2 separate regions of the Cricetulus griseus genome follow, and region 1 is linked to region 2. The links are chromatin contacts, called in public Hi-C maps. All regions are on one chromosome and are shown on one strand. Each heading gives the region's core, a stretch centred on a gene start, on an enhancer-like site or on the middle of the called end of the contact. The rest is flanking DNA. Distances are from core to core; before and after follow the strand shown.

Evidence for each region. Hi-C and Micro-C count contacts between places; a contact is called where the count stands out from the background.
Region 1: a contact with region 2 is called in a Hi-C map of fibroblasts, with 3 times the contacts expected there. The contact joins the enhancer-like site here to the promoter of Il6 in region 2. A contact is called at or near these places in 3 of 8 Hi-C or Micro-C datasets (the CHL-YN cell line, the CHO-K1 cell line and fibroblasts).

What each region holds. Positions count from the first base shown.
Region 1 is chr8:92,878,932-92,883,688 of CriGri-PICRH-1.0, forward strand. No RefSeq gene overlaps it. Among named protein-coding and RNA genes, the nearest start is that of Il6, 160 kb to the left of the region's middle. Within about 2 kb of position 2,445, at least 2 of the 6 cell types and tissues checked have open chromatin away from gene starts, as enhancers often do. A contact at or near this core is called in fibroblasts, where this site is marked.
Region 2 is chr8:92,714,683-92,719,846 of CriGri-PICRH-1.0, forward strand. It overlaps Il6 (interleukin-6), which reads right to left and starts at 1,649. Exons shown (of 5, transcript XM_027429568.2): 1 at 1,490-1,649; 2 at 1,139-1,326. The coding sequence starts at 1,508.

The sequences.
Region 1 (4,757 bases), core at 1,195-3,694, 170 kb after region 2:
CTTTCTGAGGACTTTGATGTTGCTTCTGACCTGGACTTAACAGTTGTCCTCTCTCCTCCTGAGCCCACGCCCTCTCCGCCACACCCTCTCCGCCACGCCCTCTCCGCCACGCCCTCTCCGCCACGCCCTCTCCACCACGCCCTCTCCGCCACACTCTCTCCGCCACACCCTCTCCGCCACACCCTCTCCGCCACACTCTCTCAGCATCTTCAGTTCTTCTCATCACTGCCATCCAAGGTCCTCTGTAACCACTGTCACTGCTTCCATCTGTTACCGACTCCTGCAGATCCCGTGGACTCTTCCCTTTGGTCTCCTCTCACCTTTCTGGTCCACAGTCACCAGACTTGCTCAGGCCGTTGGCGACGACGCTCAGACAGCAGGCAGTTTTAACATGAGTACTTGGAGGGGTGATGTAACGTAGAAGGGGTGAGGGCCAAGAGTGGAGCTGGGGATTTGGGACCAGGAAAACCTATGAAAGGACATGGAAAATGGCTTAAGTAAATCCTTCACATGTCTCTAATGGTGTGAAAAAGAAGTTTAAAGGGCTGGAGAGATGGTTCAGCCATTAAGAACACTGACTGCTCTTCAGGAGGTCCTGAGTTCAATTCCCAGCAACCACATGGTGGCTCCCAACAATCTCTAGTGAGATCTGGTGCCCTCTTCTGGCAGAAAGTCAGACATGCAAATAGAGCACTCAAATACATTAAATAAATCTTTTTTAAAATGTTTAAAGTTCAGTGTTTTGTTAGGAGTAATTTAAAAAATGCTGTGAATGTTAAGATGTCAACAACTACCCACAAAATGGCAATATCAGAACATTATGAATTATTGCTGAAGCTCCAACTTGTTTGAATTTCCTCTCCCTAGTATTATATTCCCTGCCACCACATTTAGTTGTTATTTTGGTTAAATGCTCTGTTTCATTTGTTAAAATGCCATTTCAGGGTCAACAACAGGTTAACTGAGTGCACTTCTTAAAATTGAGACTTATAGAAAACAAGACTGACCAAATCCCTGAGTTCAATTCCCAGCAACCACAAGGTGGCTCACAACCATCTGTAATGAGATCTGGTGCCCTCTTCTGGCCTGCAGGCAGACATGCAGGCAGAACACTACACATAATAGATAAATAAATCTTAAAATAAAAAAAAAGACTGACCAAATCCCTGATACTTTCCTACCCTCTTCTCCTACAACTCCTGTTCCAAATGATATTTTAAAGCTGATTCTTAAAGGGCAAATCATCCAGTGTGTGTGCACACACGAAGGTACATATGGCAACTTTAGCCACTCCTGCCCTGACATAGATTTTTCACTCATTTACTATGATGGAGACCAGAGGGTGGATCCTGGATGGTTGCTGGGGCAAGAGCAGGACAGTCATGCTTTGCTCTGGTCCCTTTTCATGTATAGGATGCAATAGGGAAATGTGGGGATTTTCCCCAATGTAGAATCCTCCCCCTTGTACATTTTTGGTTTTCCAGTTCCAATTATTAAGTTTGAGAACTTTTTTGTATAGTGTGTGTGTGTGTGTGTGTGTGTGTGTGTGTGTGTGTGTGTGTTGCTTGGGGGACATGCCTGTGCTTGTGGACATGCACCTGTTCAGGGAATATAGAGGCCTTCGTGCTTCCCCATTGCTCTTTACATGATGAGGCTAGGTCTCTCACTGAAACCAGACCTTATGCTCTGGACTAAACTAGTTAAACAGCTTACTCCAGGGATCCATGCCCCTCCTGCTGTGGTTACAGGGGGTGGGGTGCTGTTACACCCCTTCAGCTCTGTGCAGCTTCTGGTGATTTGAACTCCAGTCCTCACGCTTGCCTGGAAAGCACTTTACTAGTTTGGGGACTCTGAAGCTGACTTTTTAAAGTTTACACAAGGTGAGCCAACACAGTTGCTTGGCTGGTACTGTTCTAACTGCTCAGCAGGTAATGCAGGGCAGTTTCCAGTTTTCACATGGAAAGGCAAGAGTTCAGTTTTTATTGTCTCCATCTTTCTCAATCACTGTCTTTTATAAAGATTATCAGTCAGTCATAATAGTGTGTGTGTGTGTGTGTGTGTGTGTGTGTGTGTGTGTGTGTTAAGGGGTCAATCAATTAAAAATGTGTGATAGTTATATTAATTGTAATGAGGTTTTGTTTTTTTTTTTTTAATGACTACAGCACAGACCTCACAGAAGGTCAGGCATGATAAATTGCTGAGTGCTTTCTGAATTAAGCCAACTAAAGCAAAAGCTTGAAATTGCATTGGGCAAGCACAAAGACGGAGGCTGTCTGTGATGAGCTGCTCAATTCATCATATTCAACATCTCTTCCTGTCTCGGCTGTCTTTATAGATTGAGAAAGTGTTGGGGAGAAAGGGGCAGAGAAAGGAAGCTGCTAGAAAGTGCTCAGTGTTTACCCCCAAATCTCCTAGGAGAAACGACTTGTCTAATCTTGCTTGCATAGTTTTAGAGAAATACCTCAAACATGACAAATGCAGCTCTGGTCACAGAAACAGGAACTTCTTCAGACTGCCCTGGGGTCACAGCAAGAGGGAAGAGAAGCTTCAGTTAAAGCCTGAGCACAGAGAGAGGGGAGGAGGAGGCATGCAGGTACTTTGTGTCACAAAGCCAAGCACACAGCTCCATGACAAACTCTCACACACATACATGAAGTACTTGCCAGCCATACTTGGCATGTGGCTTTAGATTGAATGAGCGCTTTCCAGGAGCCCTGAATACTGCAGTTTGCAGGAACTGGCTTACTCCTTGATAGGTCCTACCTTAGCCCCTGCGCTGGAGCACTGAGACCCACAAAAAGATTTTAGAAATTGCCCAAGCATAGTCAGGTGTAGTGGTGCTCACATTTAATCCCAGCACTCAGGAGGCAGAGGCAGGCAGATCTCTGTGAGTTCAAGACCAGCCTGATCTACAGAGTGAGTTCTAGGACACCCAGGGCTGTCTCAAAAGACAAAAATGAATACATAGATAGATAGATAGATAGATAGATAGATATTGCACAAGTGCTCACGCACGCACGCATGCACGTGCACACACACACACACACACACACACACACACACACACACACACACACACAAGCATTTTAAATACCACCACAGCTCTCAGGGATATCTAGGGGAGGGTTTTCCCTTTTTAAAATTTTCTTCCAAAATCTTTTCTGAGAAATAAAAGCAGAAATTGTCCAGTGTGCCATCAAACTCACTTCCTCCACCATGTTGCATGCTGAGTACTTTCTGAATGGAAATGACAATGCAGGCCTCTGCTAAAGAGGCCTGTCTACTCATTCATCTCTCCACCCATTTGCCTGCCTAGCACACTTTGCCTAAGTGGATTACTACCAGGCTTATACGATCCATAGCCCATGGGCGCCATGTACCACAGGTTAGCTAAGAAGGTGGCTCAACACAAAATTCATAACCTTAAAACATTACAAGTGGTTTTTTGTTTTGTTTTTGTTTTGTGTTTTCTTGTTGGGGGGTTGTTTGTTTGTTTGTTTTGGGTTTTTCGAGACAGGGTTTCTCTGAGTAGTCCTGGCTGTACTGGAACTCACTCTGTTGACAAGGCTGGCCTTGAACTCACAGAGATCCACCTGCCTCTGCCTCCCAAGTGCTGGATTAAAGGGGCACTCCACAACCACCCCGCAGTTTTTTTACTTTTTTAAATAACTCAATTGTGTTGTTTCCAAATGTGAACTTTGTAGATGACGACAGCATATTGCAATGTCAAAAGGCTGAACACACTTGTACGCCCCATTGCTATGTGAGACACAGAGCCAAATAAGATAATATGTTTAAAATTGGCAGTGAAAATAAAGTGCTAATAATGATGTCTGCTATTTCCTGGGCACTTTCCTCTGCCTTTCACTATCCCATGTACCAGCTGTCAACTTCACACAGTCATGTGGTCTTCATGCTCTAGCCACAATCTTCACTGGCTAGAGAAAGAAGCCCAGGGACAGAGGTAGCAATAAACTCATAATGGGCCAGGTGGGGGTGGCGCCGCCTTTAATCCCAACACTTAGGAGGCAGAGGCAGGTGGATCTCTGAGTTCCAGGCCAGCCTGGTCTACAAAGTGAGTTCCAAGATAGTCAGGACTGTTACATAGAAAAACCCTGTCTTGGAAAACCATTAAAACAAAACAAACAAACAAACAAACAAAAAACCCCTTGTGATGGGTCCAAGATTCAAACTCAAGCAGTTTGAAAACCAGACATCAGTGTGAGAAACAAAAACAAGAAAACTTGCTCAGAATGTAGTGACATGAGTGAGAACCGAGGCAAGTCACAGCCCTGAGTCAAGGGAGACAGTGGACATGTGTGCCAGTGCCTGGGGCTCACGGGGCTGTCTTATCTTGTCAGTGGGTGTGTGGCTTTTGGCTTATACAGGTTGTCAGGGTAGGCCTGGAGTGGTGAACTGGGCACTTGAAAGGCAGACTCGAAATCTTTGCACCTCCATGGCAGAGATGGCTTTAGTGTGTCTGGGAAGTGTCAGCAGGGTGGTAGCAGTGTAATTCCAGTAGGAATCCTGGGATGGTTATGTCTCTTATTAGGATTTAAATTCAACTTATTAGGATTTAAATTCAAAGAGGTGGGTAGTGCTTATTATTTTATTTTAATAAACAAATACCGGATAAGTGCCCACTCCACTCCCTGCCTAGAAACCTCCCTAGACATTTGAGATACTCTATGAATAGAACAGAAAAACTATTCTTGTTATCAGAGAGGTTGTGTTCTTGAGAGTGAGACAAGCAATAA
Region 2 (5,164 bases), core at 399-2,898:
CAGCAGATACTAAGAAAAAGGAAGCTACACCTTCTTGGCACCCAACCAAGCAATCTAATAGAAAGACATCCAAGGCTCCCTCCCTCCCAGGCTCTCCTGTGGCTTCAGGCTTGTTACTCTCCCGAGTCTGTTGCCTATCTCCAGGTAAAGAATTATTAAAGTCCCCCTTTATACATTTGTTTCAAGAATTCAATGATGTAAGTTGCCTGGCACATAGTAGGAATTTAGTAAATGACAAGAAATTTTGATGATAATTGGGGCAAATAAATTTAAGTCGAAGAATATTCCATCTGGAAGCGCCTTGCCATCATCTGTAACTCCATAATTTTGCAGATAAGAGTCCCAAATAGTAAGGAGTTCCCCCGAGATTACAAAGTTGGTTCTACACACCCAGACCTAGAATCTGGGCTCTTGTGGTTTTTTTTTCTTTCTGTCAAGCTGAGTCAAAATACTTTGCATTTAAAGATGGGAGATACTTTAATCTAGGTAGGTCTTGTTGGTTTTGGTTTTTTGAGACAAGGTTTCTCAATATAGTCCTTGCTGTCCTGGAACTAGATATGTAGATCAGGCTAGCCTCTAAGTCACAGAGATCTTCCTTCCTCTGTCTCCTGAATTCTGGGGTTAGAGGCGTGGGCCGCCATGCCCAGTCTAATCTAGTTTTTATGTTAGCACTTTGTTGGGCTCTGTATCTGCATCTTATCTGGGTCGGCCCTAGAGAGTACTGATTACACCGTTTACATTCAACCAAAAAGTGCTACAACTGCCCCAAGCAACTGAAGATTCATTCAGCTGAAGTGGCACTTTTCCAGTCCTCCCAGAGTTCAAGGGACAAATAAAGGCAGAGACCTTACTCTTTGGTAAGGAAAAAGGACTCCCTACCCAAGAAGCAACCGCTGAATGTGGAGCTGAGAATGGCCCACTGTGAATTTTCTAGAAATTCAGCCACATTCTGTATTTTCCAGACTGTGAATGAACCCTCTGAGACCAGCAAAAGATAAAGATAGAGAGCACAGTGTAGTCTGATCTTTAGCCTCAAATCCTAAGTGCCCTAGAACCCAGCAGAGAGTTCCCAGCTCAGGAGCAAAGAGAATGAATGAACGCCCACTCTGGGCCTTCATGCCTTTCTCAGCCTACCCACCTCTTTTCTCAATTCGAAGATTTCCCTGAGCACATGTGTAACCAAACCTCCGACTTGTTGTGAAGTAGTATATACTGGTCTGTTGGGAGTGGTGTCTTCTGTGAAGTCTCCTCTCCGAACTTGTGAGGTAGGGAGGGCAGTGGCCACCGCCAGCATGAGTCCCAAGAAGGCAAGTGGATGGAAGTCTCCTGTGTGGAGGGAAGGAAAAGCGGCAAGTGAGCAGAGAGCACAGCTGGGCGCCTGCTGCTGGCTGCTGGCCAGCCCACAGCCTTCGCTCGCTCTCGGCCACACAGTGCTCTCTCACACAGCCTCAACAGCTCCACCAGAGGGCGAGGAATTGCCTTCACTTACTTGCGGAGAGGAACTTCATAGCTGTTCCTGGAGGGCAGATGAAGTTGTCTTTCGTTCCTGGTGGGCTCGAGAGCAGAATGAGCTACAGACATCCCCAGTCTCATATTTATTGGGAGTCGACTCTCTAATTTTGAGACTCATGGGAAAATCCCACATTTGATAAAAATCTTTGTTGGAGGGTGGGGGTGGGGCCAGAGTGGGTGGGGCTGATTGGAAACCTTATTAAGATTGCACAATGTGACGTCGTTTAGCATCGAAAGAATCACGACTGGGGTGGGGGGGGGGCAAAAGTGTGCTTAAGTCATCCTTGAGGCTAGCCCTAAGAAGCATGATCACTCTTTACTTTCTTCTTCTTCTTTTTTTTTTTTTAAGTGACTCAGCACTTTAGCATGTCTTGAAGAAAAAAGAAAAGCTGAAATGCACAGGAGAAAAAGAAGAATCTAAAACTGACGTGATTTACACACACACACACACACACACACACACACACACACACACTACTAAGAAAGAGGTTAGCATTTAGTATCCGACTTTTTTATGCTTGTAAGAACCTCAGATGTTCTGACCTGAGTTTCTTTAGACCATACAAAGCCCCCCCAAGCCACAACCAGGGCTTACACAGGCAGTAATAACGTCTGTGGCATGGTGCTTGTGCTTCCTGGATCTCGTCAGGACCTGCTGCTTCCAAATGGTTTGTTCACCTACAGATTTTGTGCACTTGTTTCTTAGGGGTCCCACGGGGAGCGTGGGTAAAGAACAGAAATATCTTCGAGTGCCATCAAGCTCTGCTGCTTTCCTCTCAAGCCCAGTGTCCCCTGCTTTCTCCCTAGTGACCTCCTGGGTATCTTCCTGGTTAGACTGTTAGTCTTTGTGTAACAGAGCTGCCTTTATCTGCTAGTGCTTACCCCACTGCTCCCAGAACACCCCAAAACATGTTACACTGTAATCCTACTGTCCCAGGTCATCCTGAGGAGGTTTGCAGGTCTGTACAGTCCTCAAGTTGTTGAAGCCTCCTTGATTCAGGATGCATGAAGGATAAAGATGTCAAAGAAGGGCCTCTGGCATCTTACCTTGCTTGGGTTTGAAGCTCCCTTTTACTGGATGATTTGACTTAAATCTGAAGGGGCATGGCTCTCTCTAAGTGACCCTTCCAATGCCCACGTCTTCTAGGCTGGGTCAAGCTTGAACAGAACTCCTTCTTCCCTTTGGTTGATTTCTTCTACTGAAGGGTCCCTGGTCTTTTACCCAACCATCTCCAGATACCTAGACGGCATTCAGAATGACTCCAGAAAGTAGGTTCTGTATACAAGAACCCAAAATTATTTACAAAACACACTTTTAGTATCGAAGTCAGCTTCTTTGCAAAGATTGCTTGAAGATTCTTAGAGCAGTGGCCTTTGCTAGGACAGTTAAAAGATTCGTGGGTTTATTCTCCCATTTGTGTTCGTAAAATGTTAGGTCTGCCTGTTGAGAGAAGTGAGGTCATCGTTCTCTCACTGATTGAGGCACTTGTCCTAGAAGGAATGGGGTTTTTAGTCTGAAAATGAAAATGGAGGAAGGAGGCAGGATGGTTTCACTTTCCATGTTCTTGGGACTTAAAAAGACAATTGAACCAGCCCTGAGTTGAGTCTGCACTGAAGGAAGCCACTTCCCCAGCTCTCTGTCATGCCGGCTCCCTGCACACAAGCTGTCTCAGGCCTCTGTAGCATGGAGTTTCTTTTCTCCACTTAGCAATTTTTTTTTAAATGAGTCAATAAATTTTAGATTGTTATACTTACTACAACACTCAGGTTTCTCTTTTTAATAAAAGGGTACTTTCTAAATAGGGGGCATGCATCCATGACTTTTAAAAAAAAGTTCAAACAAGACAACAGGGGATGTAAGGGTCCCACAGGCAGTGCCTAATCCCTAGTAGTTTTAGTGGGACTCTTGTCAGCCTAGTCTAGAAGAGGTTTGTTTTGTTTTGTTTTTTCAGCTCATATATTTATACAAAAATGTCTCATGCACATTTATGTATAAAATGCATACTTATACATGCATACACATGCAGATACACATTGTATGTTAATGGTTTAGATGCTGTCTTTATAGCTTTTCATGGAGGTGCACATGGAGCCCACAGGCTTTTGAGTAACAGTTTGTGTCTGAAGCCCAACTCTGCCATTTGCTAGCTGTTTGACACTGGCTGAATTACCCCAAGATCTGTGTTCTTGTTTATTTACTCTGTAATACCAGAATAATACTAGAGCATCACTTACAGGGCTGCTATGAAGATAAATGAGAGTAAGCACTAACTCTATCATTTTCAAGAGCTAGAAGGCTCCCCTGGGCCTTGCCTGTGAAGTTACTATGGAGAGCCAGCTTACCGTGCCAGGGCCGAGTTAGTCTTCCAAGCATTTTCTCCCTCAAGAAGTAAGGTGGTAGATGCTATTGAAAATCTACTATGTGGAGCTGGAGGCGTGGCTCAGAAGTTAAGAGCATTTACTTCCCTTTCGTAAGGATTGGTTCAGTTTCCAGCAACTACATGATGGCTCTGAACCGTCTGTGACTCTTCTGATACCCTCTTCTGGTCTCAGTGGGCACGAACATACATGATGCTCATGCATACATGTAGACAAAGCAGTGCTCAAGCTAGGACCCTTGGTTTAGATAATTTCCCAGCTTTATCTTACTCCTAGATTTCCCCCAGTGCCTTCTGCTAAGTGTTTTTATGTCAGAAGGCACAGCCCATGCATGTCTTCGTCCTTCACATTCTGAGCGTGGCTCTCAAGCATAAATGGTCCTGGGGACAGCAGAGCTCGTGCTTTAGGCGGTCAGCAGAAGATGGCATTGAAGCCATCATGGGTCTTTATTACTGCCGGTGCCTGTGACTGTCATTTGTTTGTGGGAGAAATGGACTCTCCCTAAACCAAAACATTAACTCTAAGCTCTTTTTCTACCATTACAATTCTTTTCTCTATGTCTTAATGAGTTTCCCACTTGAAGAACTGATCGTGTGTGTGTGTGTGTGTGTGTGTGTGTGTGTGTGTGTGTGTGTGTGTAGGTTTTTTTTTTTTTCTTTTTCTGTAATTTTAAGTTCATAGCAAAACTCCAGGAAGGCACTGGTTTCCTAAACTGCCCTTACTTGTCCCAAATCCCACTCACATTTTAGTATGTTTTAGTAACCAGGAAAGTCTAGTATACATTGCCGTTACTAATGAAACTTCAAGGGCTTAAGCATTGCCGTGATCAAGGGAGGAAGGGTTGGTGGGAATATGTATACATGAAGGAAAAGGCAGCCATCTTCTTTTGCATGGGGCTGGCTGTGTCTCTCAGAATTACTACTCATATCTGCTTCTTTTATTTTATTTTTTCAAAATAGGATTTCTCTGTGTATCCCTGGCTGCCCTAGAACTCACTCTGTGGACCAGGCTGGCCTTGAACTCAGAGATCTGCCTGCCTCTGCCTCCCGAGTCCTGGGATCAAAGGCGTGTGCCACCACCGCCCAGAGTATCTGCTTTTCTATGTGGTGATGGAACCCAAAGTTTGTTAGTCCATTTGAGGTGAGTGGAAGAAAGCATTTCCATTGGGTTCTTAAGGTCTCCAAGAGAGACACGCTTTCCACATGCTTAGCTGTGGCAGGCAGTGTGCTCTTTGGCTAGGGCTGGAGATGGGTGGGCCTGTGATTTAACTAAA